Regions from separate parts of the Mus musculus genome. Here regions 1 and 3 are each linked to region 2. A link is a contact called in public HiChIP or PLAC-seq and Micro-C data. All regions are on one chromosome and are shown on one strand. Each heading gives the region's core, a stretch centred on a gene start, on an enhancer-like site or on the middle of the called end of the contact. The rest is flanking DNA. Distances are from core to core; before and after follow the strand shown.

Region 1 (3,535 bases), core at 197-2,696, 430 kb after region 2:
CCACTAGACCAGTGAAGTCGGAATCCCTACCTCTCTGTGCTTTTAATCTCCCAGTAGAACTGACTCTTTTTAAATGTTTGGAAATTTAAACTTAGAGAGTTGTTACTCTCAATTCTAAGCATGTCTTCTAAATCTCAACGTCTCTCCTGGAAGCAGCCAGAATAAGCCACTGCCTGCTCATGTTGGCAAAATTAGCTGCATGAAACAGCATTCTGTCTCCCAGTTTAAGTTTCCATTTCACCAAGTTTGCCTGCAAAGTTGACAGGAACTGTGTAATAGCAGAAGGGAATTAAAAGTAACAGCTAAATGAAACTTGGAATTATGACTTAGTCATTAATTGAATCTTGCATGTTGTATGCCAGGCTATACTAGGTGTTCAGTAAGAAAGTGTTGAAAACATTGGGAATAACATATATATACACCGCTTTTGGCATTGATGCCTCTTCTATAAAGATCCTGCCTCTGGGCAGTGTTTTAAACGGTTCTAACTATGGTAAAAAATAAAGTATGTTTTCTCAGTGAAAGCAATCTTTTATTGTAGGGAGAGGAGAGAAACAAAAGAAAGGAGATATAAATGGAAAGAGAGAAAGGGAGAGAGAGGGGAGGAATGAGAAGAGAATACACGGTGATATTATGTTCACTACAAAACAAATCCAAAGGCTGGAGGCAGAGCTCAGCTGGCAGATGGCATGGGGTTGACTCAACATTATATGACAGTACGCCGAGGGTGTGTGTGTGTGTGTGTGTGTGTGTGTGTGTGTGTGTGTGTGTTCACTCAACACTATATGAACCTGGCTTCGAGAAATCTTACAGTCTGGGGAAGTGGAGACAGGAGCATCAGATGCTCAGAGTTACCATCAGGTATGTAGTAAGTTCCAGGTTAGCGCATGAATCGCTGACTCGACACTATGCGACAGATGGGCTTCCTTCTTCGGGGTGTAACCTTCCTCTCTTTCTACATTCTTGGCGGGAAAAACCAAGTTTGGAGAGAGGCAGAAAGCCTACATTCTTAACATCTTCACTAAGGAAGAGAGTGATGAGACCGGAAAAGTCAACTGTTGACAGAAAAAGTACTAGTTTAAAAGTTGCACTTGTGGCTGTCAGTAAAAATAAAGAGAAAAGAAAAGAAACGGCAAAGCCAGGGAGGGATGGGAATGGGTGGCGGGTGGAAGGGGGGGGGGTGCAGTAGTTGAGCAATGAAGGAAAACCAGCCACAGAGTGTTCTGTGCCATCTGTTGATTCTCCTGCTCTCTTCTCACTCGCTCCAGTAGCTTCCAACGTTTCGGGATGGACAAGGGGCATCGTCTATGGGCAGACCCACAGAAAGATGGTCTTTCACCTGCACTGAGGAGTCTCACTGGGGACCCCAGGGAGCCGCCCCGCAGCAAAGCCGCCCTTCTCGGGTCCATCCTTTTCCTCGCAGAAAGGAGGGCGGAGAGCCAGCGCCTCCCCGGCCTGGGCCCGCCCTCAACCAGCAAGCATGGATCTCCGGCTGCGACTGCCTGGCGAACAGAGGAGGAAAGCACAGATGGCTAGAACTAAGTCAGCCACCCAAGGGCACGCTGGAGCAGCTGCAGCACCCACAGGGGACACGTGCGCTCTGCGATCGCCGCCCAGGACTCTGTGAATGTCCCCAAGCGCTTCGGGGTAGAGAAGGAATTGCTGAAGAGGAGGCCGGCTGGGGCAGGATCCTTTCTCACTTCGGGGGCCCGGAGAGGGGTCAAGAAGATTGACAAACGCTCAGCGGAAAATGGGGAACTAGCCTTGAAAAGGTAGGAGTAGCGGCCAGCAGGAAGAAGGTCCCCTCGGCTCAGCCTGTCATTCATCCATAAGCAAGGGGTTCCTTGGGGCAACTTGGCAAGGCTTCCCGGGTGCCTGGAACGCTGGACCGATGTCAGTCCCACCACGCCTGGTGCTTGCCTGCGCATGGACACAGTCCTGCTCCCCGAAGATGTGGAGGATGATATGACTGCCAGACGTTCCTGTCCTGTGTGGCTCTCAGTCCCTTTCTTGTCCTTTATTATTTTTATTATTTCTTCGTGAGAACTTTTGGGTGAAGATGCTAACTTTTTTTTTCTTTCCTGCAAGCTGCCGGGTGATGTTAGGAGGTAAAAGAAAAATTGAAAAGTAAAGAACTGCAAGTCAGTGAAGAGGACATCTGCTCCCTTCTAGTTTTTCCAATGTTCATGAGTTAAACCGTTACCTCCAGAGGATTGAAGTTGTGGGAAGTGGTGGCATCTGGGGAAGGGAGCAGGATTCCCTCGCAGCCTTCCTTCAGCTGTCTCTACCCCTTCGCATGTATGAGTGGACCAGCAGCAGCAAAGGGGGCAGGGTTCTGCTTGTGGAGTCTCCTGTGGGACCAGAGTGAATGGCCCCCAGGGACAGTGCGGAGCCTCTGCCTCCGCTATCTCCACAGGCCTGGGCCTGGTCTGGAAAGTTCTTAGCGATGGGTGCCCTGGCAGGCTTCTCGGTCCTCAGCCTGCTCACCTATGGCTACCTGTGCTGGGGCCAGGACTTAGAAGAGGAGGGGTCCCTAAAAGCTCAAGTTGATGAGAGACCTGAAGCAGGCACAGCAGGCACCTCCCAGCCCCATCTCATTTTTATCTTAGCTGATGATCAGGGATTTAGAGATGTGGGTTACCACGGATCTGAGATAAAGACGCCCACCCTTGATAAACTCGCTGCAGAAGGAGTTAAGCTAGAGAACTACTATGTCCAGCCTATTTGCACACCGTCCAGGAGCCAGTTTATTACCGGAAAGTAAGTGTTACCACTTTTATGTATTACTTGGAAAACTCTTAGGCCTTTATTTAAAACTGGTTTCTAATTTAAGAGAGGATCTAAAAGTATGTGGGAAACAATCCAATGAATGAACAAGAGAATGCATGAATGAATGAATGAATGAATGAATGAATGAACAGCCCCTCGCATTAGTGTCAATACCCCGGCCCTAATCTCCTCCCTTTCCTTTCCCTGACAGCCAGCTGTGAGCTTTTGAATGGTGTCAGTATTTTTACACTCGTCCATCAACCAGAGACCTCCGTGGTTGCTACTTCCCAATCTGTTTTGATTGTCAAGCGCATTCACATTCCATTTCAGGTATCAGAACAGAATCCACAGAGGAAAAAAAAATGCCACTTACAACTCTTAGTTTGTCACAAAATTTAGGGATTGAATGTTTGAAACCCCAGGTCATCACAGAGAGAGCAGAGGTCACAAAAGCAGGAAAGGTGACACAGAATATGACGGGTGTGGGATAGAATTCTGCCTCCATCTTTGTTGGGTGCTTTCCTCTCATGGTGTTGTACTTGTCTGCCAAGGCAGTTCTCAAAATGCCGTGGGTTCCGTGGGATTTGCTGTTGCTGCTGCTGCTCCTCCTCCTGTGTGGGGAAGGGTTCTGAGTTACTCATGCAGCTCAGGGGACGAAGAAATGTTGTCAATAGTTTGCTAAATGGCTCATCTCCTTAAGGTGTTCATGCATTTTTCTATTTTTACTTTGTCAGACTATACGTGATTGTAACTTATTTTCATGGTG
Region 2 (3,242 bases), core at 26-2,525:
AGCACATTCCTGTCATAAATTTAAACAAAGTTGTACAATTTGACAGCCTAAGATGATCCATTCCCGCCCTGCGCCCACCCCACCCCCCAAACTTAACTGTTTTTCTTGGAATCTTTTAATAGGGCAGACAGCCTTATGAAATATAAGTCTGTGCCCTGTCTTGACACTGTGTCACAACGGTGGAGGCTCAACAAAGGGTCAGGGTTTCAAAAGTCACCCCTGCCTTCCCTTGTGCTAATTCCTCCCGCAACAGAAGAGTTTCCATCTTTTCTTGAGTTTGGGAGACGCAGAGCACTGCGGTCCCTCCACATGCCCTTCAGAGCTCTAAAAGATGTTGCGCGCCTGGGTACCGCATCTGGGTACTGGGGGAAGCGGTGATCCTGTCCCTAAGTGCTGCAGAGTGGCATGTCCTCGGTATCCAACTTTTGAAACCCTCAAAGCCAATGCCCCGGAGCGCACAGGTCAGGTGCTGACCGGAGACACCTCCGAGCGTCCTTTTTGCCCGGACGCACTGCACCCTGGAGCGCTCAGCGCCGCGCTCACCGCCTGCAAGCCCGCAGCGCCCATCCCGGGCCGCGCCGCTCCTTAGCAGCAGGCGACCGCCCCGCGCGGCCCCCGGCCCGCCAACCCGCCAGCCTCTCCCCTCCTCACCCGGCCCCGCACTCCGGTCCGCCTTGCCCGGGCCACGAGCGACAGTGCTGTCTTCTGTCCACGACTGCGGTCACCGAAAGGTCCCGGGTGCAGGTCCCGGGTGCTCGCGCAGCCGGGGACAGTCCCTTCCCTGCGCAGCCCTCAGGCACTTTCAGACAGAAGGCGGCGAGCCGGAGAGTTCCAGGCGGCCGCCGCAGCCGCCCATCCCTGCCTCAGTCAAGTGCAAGGTCCCGCGTCGGGACCGACGGGCGCCCCCTTGATTCGCTCCCGCCGCAGGGTGACAAGACCGAACTCTCCACAGACCCCAACGCCGGGCGCCTCAGAGGGCGCCGGCGCTCCCTCACCTCGGACAGAGAACAACTGTGCATCCCGGAGCAGCTCCATTCCCCGTCCCCCCACCCCGGCTGCGGGCGCCCGCCGCTTACCGCGTCCTTCGGCTGCCGCGCGGGAGTTGGAGAGCGCCTCTGCCGCCGGACGGGGTCTGTGGAGCGCGCGTCGTCGCCCTCGGAGGCTGGGCGTGAGGGAAGCTGCGGCGCGCCTGCCGGGCTTAAGACGGGCGCTCTAGGGCAGGCGATGCTCCGCGGTGCCCCCCCTCGGGGCCGCAGCGCGCCTGCTCCTCCGCCGGGCCCCGCGCGCCCCGCCCCCTCTCCCCCTCAGCGCGCCACTACTGAGCGGGAGCGCGCCCAGGCCCGCGCGCGCCCCCGGCTTCCCCCCCAACCCCACCCCCCACCCCGCCCGCCCCTCAAGCCGTCTCTCAAACCTCCCTGCCGCGCGCTGCCTCGGCCCAGGACACCGATGCGCACGCGCCTCGACGGCGGCCAGAGATGCTGCGAGGCTGCACCTGCCATCAAAGTCTCCGCTCCAGACGCGCCTGCGCCCAGCCTCCTCCTCCTCTGCTTCGTCCGCTGCTTTTTTTTTTTCCCCCCCTCAGGCACTGGAAAGGAGCGGAGCCTGTAGAGCGCCGCTCGCCCCTTCCACTTCCTGTCGGTTGGCCCGAGAGAGCCGCTCCGTGAGGAGAGCGGTAGGACTGGGGCACACGCCTGCGCACACGTGGAGAGCCCGGAAAACGCCGGCCAGGGGCGCCAGGAAAAAGCCAACCGGAGCTTCTTTTGAAAGGGCCGTTAAAGTTCTGTCTGCTTGGGTCCTAGCTTCCTTATTCTGACTGGAAGTACTCAAGATGGTGTCCAGGTCAAGAAACCAACTTTGCCCAAAGAGCTTGAGGCCTCCGGTACCCCAGACACCGGAAGCCAATCCATCCCTTTAAGTGTCAATGGCAAAGTTACAGTTTCAGAAAATAGGAAAAGTTCCTTTGCTTTTATTCGGAACCCGTTGGGCAGTCTATTCTATACCCACCCCACCCCACCCCCACACACACACCAAACATACATACATACATACATACATACATACATACATACATACATACACACACACACATATACATCATTCAGGTCAAGCCTAAAGTCCAGAATCTGAAAGGTCTCCATGCAAATTTTGTGTTTAAATGTTCAGAGATGAAAACAGGCTGCCATCAATGTTATTTCCTTGCTTCAACTTGAGAGTCACATTTGGGACTTGGACCTCAAAAAAACAAAACAAAACAAAACAAAAAACAAACAAAAAAAAAACCCGGAAATTTCTGTAATGATAAAGGAAAAATATACTCTATATTGTTGTTCTTTTTAAGTCTATTTAACAAATGTAGTGCCCAAAGGTCATACCTATTTCAAAGGAGATAATGCACTTTTCTTCTTTTGTAAGTTGAAATAAGGAGATTAATATAGTTTATTTATTTATTTAAATTGCACTAGAAAAGTGCAAACAAGTATCGAACATAACAGATAATAAAAGTATATGAGCTGATCATGCTGTAATTTTTTTGTAAAACTTGCAGATAATGAAAAACGCATTCAATAATATTTTGTGTAGTTATCTTTTTTTTTTTTTGTATCTACGATCTGGCTATTAGTTGCCTTATTTATCACAACTCAGCACTGCAAGGGCATTCCACAACTTAAGTTTAGTATGACCTTTCATAAATTAGAATTGAATTATGCTTTTGGCTATTAAAGCAAAGAAATTATAAAAATAAAGCTCACTCTCTGTTTTAAAATACTCTAGCAACTGGCACTTAATATGATCAACAGGATGGTTAGATTAAATGAATGATGTTTGATATTTCTTTTCAGAGAAGGGAGCATTGTTTCCATGTTTAATCCATCCTTCAAGTTCCCACTCAAATTAACAGCAAGTGTCCGTACAGTTCAGGTTACAAAATGTTGCACTGGATAACATATTTGTGAAGGAAGTTTCAGCCAGGGTAAATTAAAATTGCCTTGTTATTGTTGCATACTGATAGGCATTTTTCTCTCCTTCAGTGACTCAGATATAGGCCAGATTAGAACAGATCAAAAGTAGATAAAGGTGGGTTTGCTGGAAAGTAGCTCTCAGGTGGGTTCACCCATCTCACAGGTGAAGTCACATCATCTAGGCTAAAGCAAAGCAGGTTTATAGCGATTAGGAGAGGACTGATGTCATGCCAGCCAGGAGCGTTCATAATGGTAAAAACCTGAGCTTCTGGGTGGGCCCTC
Region 3 (3,138 bases), core at 457-2,956, 510 kb after region 2:
GCCCATGGAATGATCTGCAACTGTTAAATAAAGCATTTATATTTAAAAAAAAAAAGAAGTGGCTCTCTCTTCTGTTTCTTCTAGGCAATCATGTTTCAAAATCCAGTCCTTGTGGTGCAGGCATAGAATCCCAGTTCTCCGGAGGCTAAGGCAGGATGATTGCCAGGGTTCAAGGCCACCTGAACTATATACAGCAAGACTTTCTCGATTTAGAGAGAGAGAGAGAGAGAGAGAGAGAGAGAGAGAGAGAGAGAGAGAGAAGAAGAAGAAGAAGAAGAAGAAGGAGGAGGAGGAGGAGGAGCAGGAAGGAAGGAGGAAGAGGAGGAGGAAGAGCAAGAGGAGGAGGAGGAGGAAGGCAGCAAGAAAAGAATAAGAGAACAGAAAAGGGAATCATTTCAAACAAGCTATCATGATTGTCAGCAAAATAGATGAGATTTTGATGCAAAAAGAACTTGAAGTAATAGAGTTGATGTCATAAAAAAATTTACCAATAAACTTGCTTAAGAGACATTAGGTCACACAAAGTAGACTTCCTCTAAGGAGGCTCTGCCTCTAAAATACCCCAAAGATAAGCAGTGCACTAACCAGGTTTGCTTGGAATAAACCCAAATTTAGGACTGCTAGCATGTAAATGGTGATCAGAATTGATCAGATATTTGGCTTCATTCCCATAACAAAGGAGACAATCCTGACTTGTAGTGAGTCATTAGGCTCTTTTGCCTATGAAAGACTTCTATCAGGCATATCTTAAGCCCTGGTCCACATAAAGCCCTCTTTATTTTCTTAAGGAAAGCATAATTCAGCCATGTTTGGCAAGATGACCTTATGTGACAATTATTGGGAAAAAAAACCAACACCACAGGTTTACAAAATAATCCTGGCAACATCTTTACAGTGAAGTCTCTCATCTGCCTAAACTGCCAGATTACAGTCTCCTGTCTCTGTTTAAATTGTTCAAATTGTAACCTGGGGCCAGGACCTGGAAAAGGTTTAAGTATATCCATGTAGGTGGAATGTATAAACGTACAGTCTAAATAGGTTAGTCAAGTTTTCTGTTTGAGGCTAGCTCCTTTTTGGGTATTAGCCAAAACTAGATGCATACTACAACTAAAGAGCTTTTTGCTTACTTTTGTTCCTGTGTATGTGGAGTGAATTCTCACTGGGAGCCAGGATCGATTTTTCTGCTTAGGTTTCACTTCTATCCGTTATCTCAAAGAAGAGAGTCTTGTAGAACATGTCAGAGTCCACCCAGCACAGCAATAATGTCAAAGCATATGTTCAAAGCTCCTGCAAGGGTCAAGAGTCACTATTAGATAAGAACTATGCATTTGGGAACCAAGAGTTTAATAAAAGAAAGCACACCTGCTGTGTCCCTGCCCCTCCTATCTGAGCAAAAAACACCTCCTTCCCCTTCCACCTTTTAATTTTAAGTGGGGGTAGGGAGCTTCGTGCGTGTGCGTGTGCGTGTGCGTGTGCGTGTGCGTGTGCGTGTGCGTGTGCGTGTGCGTGTGCGTGTGTGTGTGTGTGTAGACATATCATTTTCCTCTATCGCTCTCCATCTTGGATTTCTAACAATGTCTCTCACTGAACCAGCATTTATTTACCAGTTGTCTATTGAATTCTGGGGATCCAGTTTGCCTTGCACTGCACCACCACTGGAGCTGAGGTTAGAGATCACTGTGAGTGTGTGTTTGAGTATGAATGACCCAAACTCTGGTCTTCCGGTTTCCACAGCAGGAACCACACTGACTGCACCACCTTGGCTTCTCATTTGCAAGCCTTTGAAACACAAATGAGTTCTCTTAGAAAGCTAAGAGTTTGTGAAAAACCCAGCCTGACAACCCTTTGGCTCTGAGGAAAATAATGATGTTTACTAGCCTTTCTAAACCATTTTCCTTTACCCAGATGCTGGTAACATTTGCTCAGAAGACTCTTTTCTGAAACATGAAAATATTTGCTTTAACATTGACCAGTGACTGTCTGTGGGTACAGGTTAGGACAGGGATTAGGCACAAATAGGAGTGAGGTAAACTTTGGGGATAAAGTGAGTATTTTATAACTGAACCATAGGGATGGCTGTACAACTGCATAGGTAATATTCTAAAAATTCGCAACCTGTACACTTAAAAACAGCAAACTATACAGTATACATAGGGTTAAATGAAAATTGCCACTAGGGAAATTGTTTACAGTTAATAAGTTTCACAAAAGATTAGTTCCTGAAACACATAAGAAATTTATACACATCAATAAGAGAAGTACAAAGTTCATCATGAAAGATAACACAGATCCATGACAATGAGCTCAGAGCCATCAAGCGTCAAAAAAAATATACATAAAAATCATAGTACTCCAGCTATGCACTACTATGGGAAGGCTACAATGAAATGAGACTATAAAATATTAGTGATTATGGTAAGCATCTGAAAAGAGTCTAATTCAATAAAACCACTTCATCTGACTTCTTTTGGCCATGCCAGTGAAGATGAGTACATATGGAATATTTTTGGTTACATCAAGATGTCTGTGTGTGCCATTACAGCACAGAATGTGTACTTTTATGTATATACTTACAAAAGTGTGTTTTATATATTCACTAAAATTTGTATAAAAGTGTAGAAATTCATAACAACAGTATTCTTAGTAGCTTAGTGCTGGAAAGTTCTCCAAATAAGCACGAGTTGGAGCGCAAACGTGATAAACTCATACACTGGAATGCTATTCTGATGAGGAAGGAGTATTAGGTGATTATTAAAAGGGTACAGTTGGGACTTCTGGGATGTAGTAGTTTGAATAGTAATGGTCCCCATACATTTAAATGCTTGGGCTTGGTCCCCAGGGTATTGTACTGTCTGGGAAGGATTAGGAGGTGTGGTCTTTGTTGGAGGAGGTGTGTCACTGGGGTAGGCTTTGGAGTTTCAAAAGCCCAAGCCATTTCCAATTTCTCTCTCTCCATCATCATCTACTTGAATATAGAATGTAAGCGCTCTGCTACCATTACCATGTCTGCCTGCCTGCTGCCCTGCTTCCCCCTGTGATGGCTATGGACTCACTCTCTGAAATCTAACCCTCAATATACTCTTTCCTATGTAACTTGCCTTGGTCATGGTGTCACTTCAGAGCAATTAGAAAAGTAAC

What was found. A called contact is a pair of places that touch in the nucleus more often than the background predicts. HiChIP or PLAC-seq counts read pairs in DNA pulled down with a chosen protein or histone mark.
Region 1: a contact with region 2 is called in an H3K4me3 HiChIP or PLAC-seq map of neural tube, with 4 times the contacts expected there. The contact joins the promoter of Arsj here to the promoter of Ugt8a in region 2. A contact is called at or near these places in 1 of 39 promoter capture datasets (embryonic stem cells), 2 of 484 Hi-C or Micro-C datasets (cerebral cortex and embryonic stem cells) and 2 of 115 datasets of contacts at active chromatin or transcription factors (neural tube and stem cell-derived neural progenitor cells).
Region 3: a contact with region 2 is called in a Micro-C map of embryonic stem cells, with 1.8 times the contacts expected there. The contact joins the enhancer-like site here to the promoter of Ugt8a in region 2. A contact is called at or near these places in 3 of 39 promoter capture datasets (cranial neural crest and liver), 2 of 484 Hi-C or Micro-C datasets (both in embryonic stem cells) and 1 of 115 datasets of contacts at active chromatin or transcription factors (embryonic stem cells).

What each region holds. Positions count from the first base shown.
Region 1 is chr3:126,362,406-126,365,940 of GRCm38.p6, forward strand. It overlaps Arsj (arylsulfatase J), which reads left to right and starts at 1,447. Exons shown (of 2, transcript NM_173451.3): 1 at 1,447-2,760. The coding sequence starts at 2,369. Gm35408 (a long non-coding RNA gene) reads right to left here. Exons shown (of 3, transcript XR_376049.2): 3 at 3,148-3,380.
Region 2 is chr3:125,937,377-125,940,618 of GRCm38.p6, forward strand. Ugt8a (UDP galactosyltransferase 8A) reads right to left here and starts at 1,276. Exons shown (of 6, transcript NM_011674.5): 1 at 1,077-1,276.
Region 3 is chr3:126,447,990-126,451,127 of GRCm38.p6, forward strand. It overlaps the pseudogene Gm20568. Among named protein-coding and RNA genes, the nearest start is that of Gm46823, 19 kb to the right of the region's middle. Within about 2 kb of position 1,707, at least 10 of the 459 cell types and tissues checked have an H3K27ac peak or open chromatin away from gene starts, as enhancers often do. A contact at or near this core is called in embryonic stem cells, where this site is marked.